Regions from separate parts of the Mus musculus genome. Here region 1 is linked to region 2. Evidence: chromatin contacts called from public Hi-C data. All regions are on one chromosome and are shown on one strand. The core of a region is the stretch at or near the end of the contact, and the rest is flanking DNA. Distances in the headings are between cores, read along the strand shown.

Region 1 (5,418 bases), core at 588-3,087, 140 kb after region 2:
GAACATTAACAGAGTACCCAGAGATGGTGGCTACTAAGTGTGCCCACGGCTTTGCTCCTGTGCAGCATCTGCAAAGGAAGAAAATATTTACCATTTACAAAGCATAAACAGAACCAGCTTTAAGGTCAAGGTTGGGGAGCTTTGCAACCCCTTCCACTAAGTCATGCTGCCACAATGCAGGGTTGCTGTGCACCCATGCGCCTTGTCCTGTCCACCCCCTAGGGTAGGCCTCAGGAAGAAGCCTGCCACCTGCAGATACCAGCAGATAAGGACAGAGCTCAAATTCCTTACATACTGGAAGGCCTGGAAGGCCTAGGTGATGACAGTTGTATCTTATATTCTCCAAGTGCCACCTGGCAAGTAGAACAAATAGAAATCACCTGTTTGTGTGGATCTCCACCTTCCTCTGGGAAGTATTGCAGTTGTTTTGGATAGGAAGGATGTATAAGTATACTGCACATGTCAAGATTGAGACTGTAGCTAACAGGAGGAGCAGCTGTAGCAAAGCACTGGAATTCCAGTGAACTCACCCACCTGGACACATGACCATCTACATAATTGTTTAGCTTTTAGTTTGAGAAGATAAGATAGGTGTGGAGAAGAACAGACTTGTTACAGATGGCTAGGAGTAACCAAGAAGCAACAGGCCACCTGACCTGTGTACACATGAGGACAGTAGGAGGGTACCCAGGTCTCTTTGCTGGATGAAAGACACACGCTTTCTTCAAAGAGCTCACGGCACTTTACCAGAAGTGAATGTGACAGGGCAAGAGAGGCTATTATATCAGCACATAGCCAAGTCCTTTCGTCTTGCTGGCCACGGTGGGAAGTGACAACAAGTGGGTGTGAGATGCGTAGCAACATGCCACCCAAGTCTTCACATTCCTCTGTTCAATCAAACATCACATCTGGACTTCCTGGCTCTTCCACCCTGTGTGAGTCATTCACTTTCTGTGTGTCAATGCCTGCCTCAAAGGAAGCCCTGTACACACTGGCTCAATTCCCGGTATGCCACCGACTTCTATTCCTCTGTCACCGCTCCTCAAGATGCCCTTGCCTGTGGTTTCGTGGAGTCACCACTTTAGAAAGACTTTAAGACAGTGAATTCAGTCTGCTCTGGCCTTCTTTCTCTGGGAGCAAGGACAGAAAGCATATTCACTGTAGCCCTCTGCCCAGCAGGGTCTCACATGCTGCTACCTACTACAGCAGTTAAGCTTTTTATTCTCTTTTCTCTCTCTCTCTCTCTCATAAACAACCAGAGAATCACATTTCCCCCGTTTCTCAATAAAATATAATTTTTATTGGAAAAATATAATTCCAAAAGTGTAAAGGAAATAACACTTAACACTCTATAAAAAATACACATTGATATCAAGAAGAGAAACTGTATTCCCCATTGGGAGCCTCACAGGTTGTGAGCAGCAACAGCAGTCTCCCAGTATCTGGCCAGTTCCTGCTCTCTCAATCCCTCTGTATTTGAAAGTTGGTGAACATGTAGGCCATCATTCTAGACGGTGGTAGGAGCTGTCACTCTGGCACTTGTCTGCCCCACCCTGGCTCAGTCTCAGCATCCTTCTGCGTGGATCCCTCTACAAGCAGTGTAGGTACTGGCAGCCTTCATCCCACTTCTGAATATACTGGTGTTCCATTATCTATGGTGCTGAACACCAGACACAGAATTTCCCCCTATTAATAGGTAGGTAACTAACCCCAGAGATTGCTGTAGAATATGGGGGGGGGGATAAGGAGGCTTTGGCATGAGTATGACATTACAGGCATTGGGAATATTATAACTTTAGCCTGAGTCAGCAGACCCTGGCTTCAGTCCAAGACATGAGAAGACTAATGGGTGATGTATACCCTTGCTCCAGAATGAATTTCCTTAGACTTACAAGATCTTCGGTGTGCTCCAGTGGAGCTTGGGTATTTTGCAACCTCCTTCATCCTCTACCAGATTATATATAGATCAATCCAAGCATAGAAACAGGTCCTTCAAGCCCCAGCACTATTTTCCCTCTGACGGCCCTGCCTGTCTCTTATAGGGAGCTGCCTGATAGTGTAGAAAAGGTTTCTCCAAATGTGGTAGAGTCTTATGTCCTTGTGCCTGGGCTAAGTGCAGGCCAGAGAGCAGGTTTTGTGAAGCAGTGTAGCTGCCCGTTTATATCAGACACTATCTATATCTTGGTTTCCGCCCAGCCCAGAAATGGATGCCTAGGGCCATCCTTATCTCCATCCATTTCAAGTCTTGAATGACTTAGCCTACTTTCATTCAAGTAGTTGTTTTGTTTTTTCAATAACTGTGGTTGATCAGAGTCACTGCCCTTTTATTATTATCCTCTTCTGAACCATCCACACTCTCCTCTCCAGAGACCAAGGAAGAGCTTGGGTGATTTGCATTTTAATTTCAAAGTGAATCAGTGACCAGAGACTCAGGAAGCATGCAACAGTGATGAGAAAACACTATAAGGCAGTCAAACTGAGCATATCTTTGAACTTGTCTTTAATTTAAATATTAAACATTAGCTTATCATTCATTTAAATATTAAAGTTAAATGATCCAGGACAACACTTCATGTTCACTACTAACTATAAGAGGCCACCTTTAAGGAATTGGCCTGCCAAGACATTTTCATGCCATAGGGTACAATTTATGTATGTTCTGCTTCATACACGAGACTGAGAATTCTATTTATTTATTTGTTTATTTATTTATTTATTTATTTATTTATATTTATTTACTTTGCCCCAGTTGTCAGACGCCTCTTGCATCCTTTGTCACACTCTTGCATTGCTGGCCACATCCAGCTTGTCTCGAGGTGAACTTGAATAGTAGACAAGACTTCTTGGGTTCAGCGGCCTTATGGTTCAGAATTGCCGAGGGAGAAAATACAGTTCCACTTAAATTTCAAATTCAGTGTGTGTGTGTGTGTGTGTTTAGTAAAAATATGACATATGCAATACTTGGACATCTTTTCTCACCAGTGGGGAATGTTTTGGGGAGAGAAATGAGACTTTGAAGTTCTTTTCATAAATAAGTTAGTATACTCCTCTATTTAGTAGACTTTACAAAAACCATGTCAAGTCACTTTTGATAAAATTTTGTTCTCTTGTGCTTCTCAAATGATTTTATAAACAACCCTAAACTTGTGTTTTGATGAGATTCCCTTATTAAAGTAACAGCTGGCTGATTTTGAGCTCTATGACATTTGCACGCTGTTTGTAATCAATATGACGGGCACCAGGAAAACCTCATGGGGGCACTCAGCTGGGCTGCTCTTACTGATTCTTCTTGTACTCTGACCTAGATGACGCCAGAGGAAGGCACCAGAAAAAGATCCGGAGTAAAACACAGAATTACCTCAATCTTTATGCAGTAGAAGGCCTGCGCACCCTGTGCATTGCCAAGAGGGTAAGTGAGGGCCTCCTTCATGAGGGCACATACTAGCAACTGCCCTCCCCAGCCTCCCATGCACAGCACCCAGCGCAGCATTCAACAGTGTGTCTCCATAGGTTCTGAGCAAAGAAGAGTATGCCTGCTGGTTGCAGAGCCACATAGAAGCCGAGGCGTCTGTGGAGAGCCGTGAGGAGCTCCTCTTCCAGTCTGCCGTTCGCCTGGAGACGAACTTGCACCTGCTGGGTAATTAGCTTTCCAGGTGCCTGTTGTATTGAGTAGTGCTGGTTGCAGGGGTTCTCGAGTGACTAGTGACATGGCTGCTCCTCTTGCTCTGGACTGTCCTGGCCTTGTCTGAGGAACCACTTGGCCTGAAGCTAGCTTATTCCACATTGGAAGGAACACATTCTGTAGGCTTTTTCCATGGGCCACACATATGAACTCCTTACCTCCTTTAAGCCTCACTATCCAATCAAAATGGCTACGAGGAGCGAGCCTTTTTTAACCATATATAGTTGAAAAGATTTCAACCCCCTGCTAATCTATGTGAACATTCATGGAAATACTGAGTTTTGCATCTCATAAATATTTCAGATTCATTTGGAATGAAAAGAAGATGACTCTTATTTTCTCCTTTGTCCCTATTTAATTCTAATAAAATCTAATTAGTTATTAGGAAGACGTTAAGGTATTTATTTCTTTAGTACCTATTTTAATATTTAATTTTTCAGTGGTTTAACATTTTATATTAAAATAGTGAATAAGTTCGGCTGAGTGTCCCACAGTTGTGTATGTGATGTGTGCTCACACCGCAACTAAACTTAGATGTTACTAAATTTCCACTGGGCTTGCACACAGCTCCAGAGAACTCACCTTTTCTTGTTTAACAAAGGATGCATTCCCTTGTCCTCATTTTCTGAGCAAAGGAGTTAAGAATCTATATATATTTCTATATATACATGCCTTTTACAATAGTTACTATTAATATTTAATAGCATGATGTGTCTATAGTAGTTACTGTTAATATTTAATAGCATGATGTGCTCTAGATAAAATACCATCACAGACTTTGTCTGACAGACCATATCCTATTCAGGAATCTTCAGGGTTTGGAACCCAGAGACATAGTGAATACTATCTCTAGTACATTAAATGAAGGTCCTCACAAGTGTGTCTGCCTATTTTACGCCCCTGGCTTGATTACTGAATTGGGATTGCTCTCATAGTGAGACCACTGTCTTCAGAAAGCAATCAACAGGCAGTTAAGGTGGGGCATACCTGTTAAGTCCTAGATGAGGAGGTACAGGCTATAGGATGTGAATGTGGCATCAGCCTGAGATAAATAGAGGAGCCTAGTCTGAAAAAAAAAAAATCAAATCAAACAGCATAAAAACCCAGAAAGGGAAGTTCTGGAATGTTCTTTATTGATGGCTAGAGTGAGAAGAGGGAGGTTGCCCTGCTGATACTTCTAGACCACCTGCTCAACCTCTTTGCTCCCAGGCACTACCCCTCCATGGCTGAGGTGGGTGAGTGATGAAGTGGCATTTCTCCTGGATGGTGCTAAGTTCTCAGATAGAGTGAAGTTTACAATGCAGATAGAATCTATTCCCTTTCCTGAGTCATAATAGGATGACTGTGACTTCCTTCCCTACCTTCTATCTCTTCTCAGTTTGAAGTCCTGGCTCGGTTGTCCAGTCCAGGTTCTGCCACTTACTATTCCTGGAAGCTTGGGCAAGTTACTCAGTCTTTGTATCCAAGTTTAGTTATCTGCTCTGTGTAGAGTAATGATGCCAGTATGGGAAGGCTACTGCAAGGATGGAAGGAGGAGATGGTGTGAAGCACTGAGTGGTGTTGGGGCTTGGGCTCTACCTCAGCCAATGGCATTCTGATGAGTCTCAGGTGCTTGCATCCACACGTGACATGGCTTGACTGACCTTTTTTCTACAAATTGTCTATGGTAATTGGACATCCACCATTCCCTGTCTTTGTGATGTGTGTCTGATCATATACCCTAGGTCAGACCAGCC
Region 2 (5,698 bases), core at 2,780-5,279:
TAATTTACATGCAAGTCCCCTGTGATGGCTAAAGCAACTTAATAAGGCACTAGTCATCCCTTAAGAGCTATTGACTGTTGCCCTGGAATGCTTGTGAGACCCTAGGGGCCTGCAGGTGAGATGAGAATGGGATAATGGTGTTTGTGCTATGAGGTATTTAACAGCTTGCTTTTTGCTTTTGTACACTCACTTATTGCTGTGGGACTGGGACGAGTGAACTTTTTATTACTATATTGTGGGAAAGAGAAACAGCTGAGGGGAGTAAAACAATTTTCATGTCCAGGTGTAGATTTCATAGATAACTGTAATGTACATCGTTGATACCCACCTTTGAGAACCCTTCCTTTAGCCCCCTTCAGCACAGCATGCTGATTGACTCTAAGGCTGCTAGCCTGCTCGAAGTAAGGATAGATTCAGTCAATTTAAATGTGAGTTGAGACTAAGTCTTTGGTCTTTCCCAGTAGATTTGAAAGCTACAACAGCCCCAACCTGACACATCAGATGACAGCTCCACTTTCAGCCGCTTGGCCATATGCAGTTCTTTCCTTGATATACTAACTAATATTAAATCCTCTTGCCCTAAGCAGCCCCCTTTCACCTCCACATAACCACCTGCCTGAGCCACTGTCCCCTATCTGCCCTGCAGTGACTTTTTGTTTGTTTGTTTGTTTTTCAAGACAGGGTTTCTCTGTGTAGCCCTAGCTGTCCTAGAACACACTCTGTAGACCAGGCTGGCCTTGAATTCAGAAATCCGACTGTCTCTGCCTCCCAAGTGCTGGGAGGGATTAAAGGCATGCTCCACCACTGCCCGGCTGTGACTTCTTACTATACTGCCCCCTTTGCTTCTACTCTGGTCCTTGAGTCACAAACCTGAGTCCAATGACATGCTTTTTTTGCTGAAAGGCCTCCCTTTGCACTTAATATTAAAGTCAAAATTCTCACCAGGATTTATATACCTATGTGATGTCACGTTTCTGCTCCCCTACTTAGCTCCAGACATACATCTCCCTGCTGGACCTAGACTCCTATGACTACCTATACTTGACATCTGCATCACTCCTAGCCTTGGTCAGGCTTGTATTTAGGGCTGTTGGAAAGTCTCCTTCCTGGCTTCTTTCCACGGAGGCAGCAGCTGCATGCTTATGTGTCCTGTGCTCTGTGCTCCAGCATGTTCATGTCTTCCTTCTAGGGATGACTACACTGGGATATGGTGATGTTCATGGGGTATTCTCATACTCCAGCACAGACTTGGGGAGGAGGAAGGACTGTGGGTTTCTGAATGAATGGCAGACAGAATCCTACCTGCGTCGATTTCAATTCTAGATCTGTCCTTCTCTGAGGCCTTTGTGCAGAATAATCTCCTGTCCCTGGTTCTACCACAGATTTTGCCTCATCCAGATTTTATGCCCTGTAGACTCCCTCTCACTTACCTCTCCTATACCCCTACAGGGTCCCACTTATGACTCTTGAGTGGTTCTCAAGATTTACTGTGGGTTGCATTCTCTTCCTGCTGGGATCTCAGTGCTGTAAGTATGTTTCTTGACTTGGACAGTTTTCCTTCTCATTCCTGCTGCCCACAACAATGCCAGGGTAAATACCAGTGATGAAAAGAGGCTTACTGGACAAGATGGGTTCAGTGATCTTCCCAGGACCCAGGACCCAGAACCCAGGTGCCATTAAAAAAGTACAGAGATTTGAGGGGCAAGCATTGGCCAGGCTACGTCACAGCCTTGTTTCTTGTCAAGTAAGCCTAAAGTCTATGCATTCGTCTGGTGGGCAACATCTAAGCTCAAAAGTCCCACAAAACCTGGGATTGTGTACATGTGTATGTGCATGCATGCATGCGTGTATGTGTGTGTAAGATGAGCTAAGACCAACTAGAAATACTGAATTTGGATTGGTTAAGAGTATGTGAGAGAAGATTCCAGACTGGTGGGGTAGTGTGACTCACAGAATCTTGGAATCTTAGCATGGAATGTAGACGGGGGGACACGGTCTGTTCTGAGAAGGGTAAGGAGGCCTCTCACCCTGGGGTTGGCAGGGACTAGAAGGTGCAGAGTTAAAGCATCTGGTGCCAGTTCCCCGAGGTCCTCAAGGGACCTTTGCCTGAGGAGTCAGCATTTGACTTTGAAAGCAACGGGGGATTCCTAGGAGCTTGAGGGTAAGGAAATGAAATAAAGTGCTCATGTGACTACATTGACAGTGGGGACTGAATGAAGCACAGATCTTAAAAGGGGGTCAACTGACTTGAAGGCTGTGGGGCAATCCTGGAATATCTGTAAAGACAAGCGACCGCCAAGGAATGAAGGAACTGGCCGACCTGGAACTCCACTAGGTTAGATGATGGAGTTGAAAGCAGAGTCAGGTGTTAAAGACTGGATTTTCTCCTAATCTTTGGCTTAGGATTGTCAACCCTGAGATGAGAGTTCTTTTGGGGGAAATGCAGACACTTTAGCCCAATGTTTTTCTTATCTTGGTTTCACCCTTCAAATTTGAACCTCTTACTGGGAGTGGATATTTGATAGGGAGGGAAATTTTCTCTTCTCTTCTCTTCTCTTCTCTTCTCTTCTCTTCTCTTCTCTTCTCTTCTCTTCTCTTCTCTTCTCTTCTCTCTCTTCCCTTCCCTTCCCTTCCCCTCTCCTCTCCTCTCCTCTCCTCTCCTCTCCTCTCCTCTTCCCTTTCATTCCTTCTCTCTTCCCTCCCTCCCTCCCTCCCTCCTTTCCTTCCTTCCTTCCTTCCTTCCTTCCTTCCTTCCTTCCTTCCTTCCTTCCTTCCTTCCGTAGCTGTTACTTTACTCTTCTAATGCTGGATTCTATTGACTACTATGGGCTTGGTCAAGGATGATAACCTCCAATAGCTGGGTAGCATGTGAACCAAGGAGCACAAGGTTGGACACCCAAAAAGAGGGATAGGAAAAGACAAGTGATTTTTCAGTAAAGCCAGATCAGGACCCTCAGAGGAAGTACCCAAAGCTAGCAAATGGTGCTGAGGTAGGGAGAGAAAGGAAGGACTAGCCTGTTAAAGGAAGAGGCTAAGGTCCTCAAATCTGAACACAAAGTACCCCAAAGTTATTTCTCATTTATTTGCCAGCCATGCTCTCCTAGACCACAAATATCCCCATTTCTCATCTCTGTATCTGTAAAGAGGCACACGGAGTGGAAGTTGTGGGCCCCTACTTCACCTGTAGTATGCTTCCCAGCTCCTTCCAAAGTCACCTTCAATTTCCCAATATTCAATGTATGTAAACTCCTCTCTCCCATCAACAGGAAAGGAACCCTTTGCTCACATTCCCTCAGCTGCCCATCAGGCTCCCTCTCTGCCCAGTCTTTTTCTAGATCTCTAGAACAAAACTGCCCTAGGGAATCTCAGTCCTTGTTTACCAGGCAGGGAAACAGTGACCCAAATGTTTCTTTGGATCTATATTATAATCTTCTCTTCTATGAAGAAATTTAAAAAAAAGTCCTATTTGGGGAACAAAGAATGTTGAAGGTAATTCTAGAAAAAGAAAATTTCCAGTTCACCAAAAAATTATATCTGAAAGTAAGTGCAAGCTGGAGGGTAGGGTGTTTTTTTGTTTTTTTTTTTGTTTTGTTTTTTTTTGGGGGGGGGGACAGAAATAGTGACTTTATGGAGAGTACTTAGGTGGCAATGCGCTTTTCAAAACATAATTTGGAAACTGGAAAATCGGTATACTAAGGATTCTGGGTTTAACTTCAAATGACCCAGCCTTGAGGAGGTCCTAAACCAGCTCTCCAGACAACATTTCCTGGTCCTGGATCAAGTCTGTCTGCTCTAGTTAGAGCGCGCGGGCTAGGAGGGGATGGGGCGAACTGATACTCAGTCTTCCTCTCTTAGTGGCACAGTGAGTTTGCAAACTCTCTGGGACTAAACTGGATGCCTCAGAGAAACGAAAGTAAAGCTCTCTAAAGTTTCCAGCGCGGGCTCTTTTTGTTTCCCGCTATCCGCCCAATCTGAATCTGGGCGCTGAGTGAGGGCGGGGCAGAGGAGCCACCTCGGCGGAAACCGCCCAGGCCGCCTGGGTGGCGGGAGGGGACTGCGAGGGGAAGAGCGCCGAGCCGGCCCGCGACCTCCTGCCCGCGGGGACTAGTAGACCTGGAAGTCTGGACAGGCTGCGCGGGCTGGGCGGGGCTCGGCACGCTGACTGTGGTGTCTGTGCGTCCCGCAGGAGGGGAGTCCGCGCTGCCGCGCCCGGGCGGCGGGCGATGATCACCTAGGAGGCTGGCGCGAGCGGCAGAGGAGCCGGGCGCGGCGACACGCGGCCATGGAGCGGGAGCTCCCGGCGGCCGAAGAGTCCGCATCCTCGGGATGGCGGCGGCCGCGAAGAAGGCGCTGGGAGGGCAGGACGCGCACGGTGCGCTCCAACCTGCTACCGCCTCTGGGCACCGAGGACTCCACGATCGGAGCCCCCAAGGGCGAGCGGCTGCTGATGCGCGGCTGCATCCAGCACCTGGCCGACAACCGCCTCAAGACCACCAAGTACACGCTGCTGTCCTTCTTGCCCAAGAATCTCTTCGAGCAGTTCCACCGCCTAGCCAATGTGTACTTCGTCTTCATCGCGCTGCTCAACTTTGTGCCGGCTGTGAACGCCTTCCAGCCGGGCCTGGCACTGGCGCCTGTGCTCTTCATTCTGGCGGTCACAGCCATCAAAGACCTGTGGGAGGACTACAGCCGACACCGCTCGGACCATGAAATCAACCACCTGGGCTGCCTTGTCTTCAGCAGGTGAGCCAAACTGAGCATCCGAAAAAAGGGTGTTGAGTGTGACTTGCACGAGTCCAGGATGGCCCGCGGAGTAGCCTGGGCCAGGTGAAAATCATTCATCCTCAAAGATGCAGGGGTGCACACAGGTCCCCTGTTCCAGATTAGCACTAAACTTAATTTCTAAACTAGAACGAACCAATGGTTGGCATCTGGTTGCACGTGTTTAGTTTCATCCACATCTGCCCTTACCCTATGCCTAGAATATGATCACCTGAAGTCCTGGCCTCAATCCTTGGCCAAGTCACCATGGCATTTAACACACAGGAATTTATAGCTTGGTCTTAGATAATAGATGTTTTGGGACAAAAAGTTCTGATTCATCGGGCACAGATTAGATTGAAGGTCAGGCAAAAACAACAGTCCATCCATTTAAGTTAGCTATGATCCCGCCACAGTCTGGGTACCATTTTTTAGTCTCCTTGCTCCTTCTCCCTGACCCTGCCGGTGCCCCTCTCTCTCCCTCTGTCCTCCTTTGCCTCTCCTTTTCTTAGGCTTCTTCTTTCTCCACCTTGCTGCAGTGTTTTTGAGATAGGATCTCAATGTAGCTCAGGGTGATGACCTAGTGATGAGCTTCCTTCCTTAGTTTCCCCAGTGCTGGGACATGCCACGAGCCATCTTTTCCTTCCTTCCTTCTTTCCTTCCTTCCTTCCTTCCTTCCTTCCTTCCTTCCACCCCCCCTCTTTTTCCTTTCTCTTTCTTTCCTTCTCTCTCTTTTTCTCTTTCATTAGTTCTTTTTAAAATTAATTAGTTAATTAATTTATTTTTCACTCCAGATTTTATTCCCCTCCTGGTTACCCTTCGACTTTTCCACATCCCATACCTTCTCCCACCCTTTCTCCACAAGGATGTCCCCACCCCTCACCCCACCAGACCTCTAAATTTCATGGGGCCTTCCAGTCTCTTGAGGGTTAAGTGC

Evidence for each region. A called contact is a pair of places that touch in the nucleus more often than the background predicts.
Region 1: a Hi-C map of muscle stem cells shows a contact between it and region 2, with 3 times the contacts expected there. The contact joins the enhancer-like site here to the promoter of Atp10a in region 2. A contact is called at or near these places in 3 of 39 promoter capture datasets (the 3T3-L1 cell line, pre-B cells and second pharyngeal arch cranial neural crest), 1 of 484 Hi-C or Micro-C datasets (muscle stem cells), 2 of 115 datasets of contacts at active chromatin or transcription factors (effector CD8 T cells and pancreatic cancer cells) and 3 of 9 other capture datasets (adipose tissue, liver and pancreatic islet).

What each region holds. Positions count from the first base shown.
Region 1 is chr7:58,800,159-58,805,576 of GRCm38.p6, forward strand. It overlaps Atp10a (ATPase, class V, type 10A), which reads left to right. Exons shown (of 21, transcript NM_009728.2): 11 at 3,306-3,409; 12 at 3,511-3,637. Among named protein-coding and RNA genes, the nearest start is that of Gm39019, 72 kb to the left of the region's middle. Within about 2 kb of position 1,838, at least 75 of the 459 cell types and tissues checked have an H3K27ac peak or open chromatin away from gene starts, as enhancers often do. A contact at or near this core is called in muscle stem cells and pancreatic cancer cells, where this site is marked.
Region 2 is chr7:58,654,173-58,659,870 of GRCm38.p6, forward strand. Atp10a (ATPase, class V, type 10A) reads left to right here and starts at 4,030. Exons shown (of 21, transcript NM_009728.2): 1 at 4,030-4,743. The coding sequence starts at 4,283.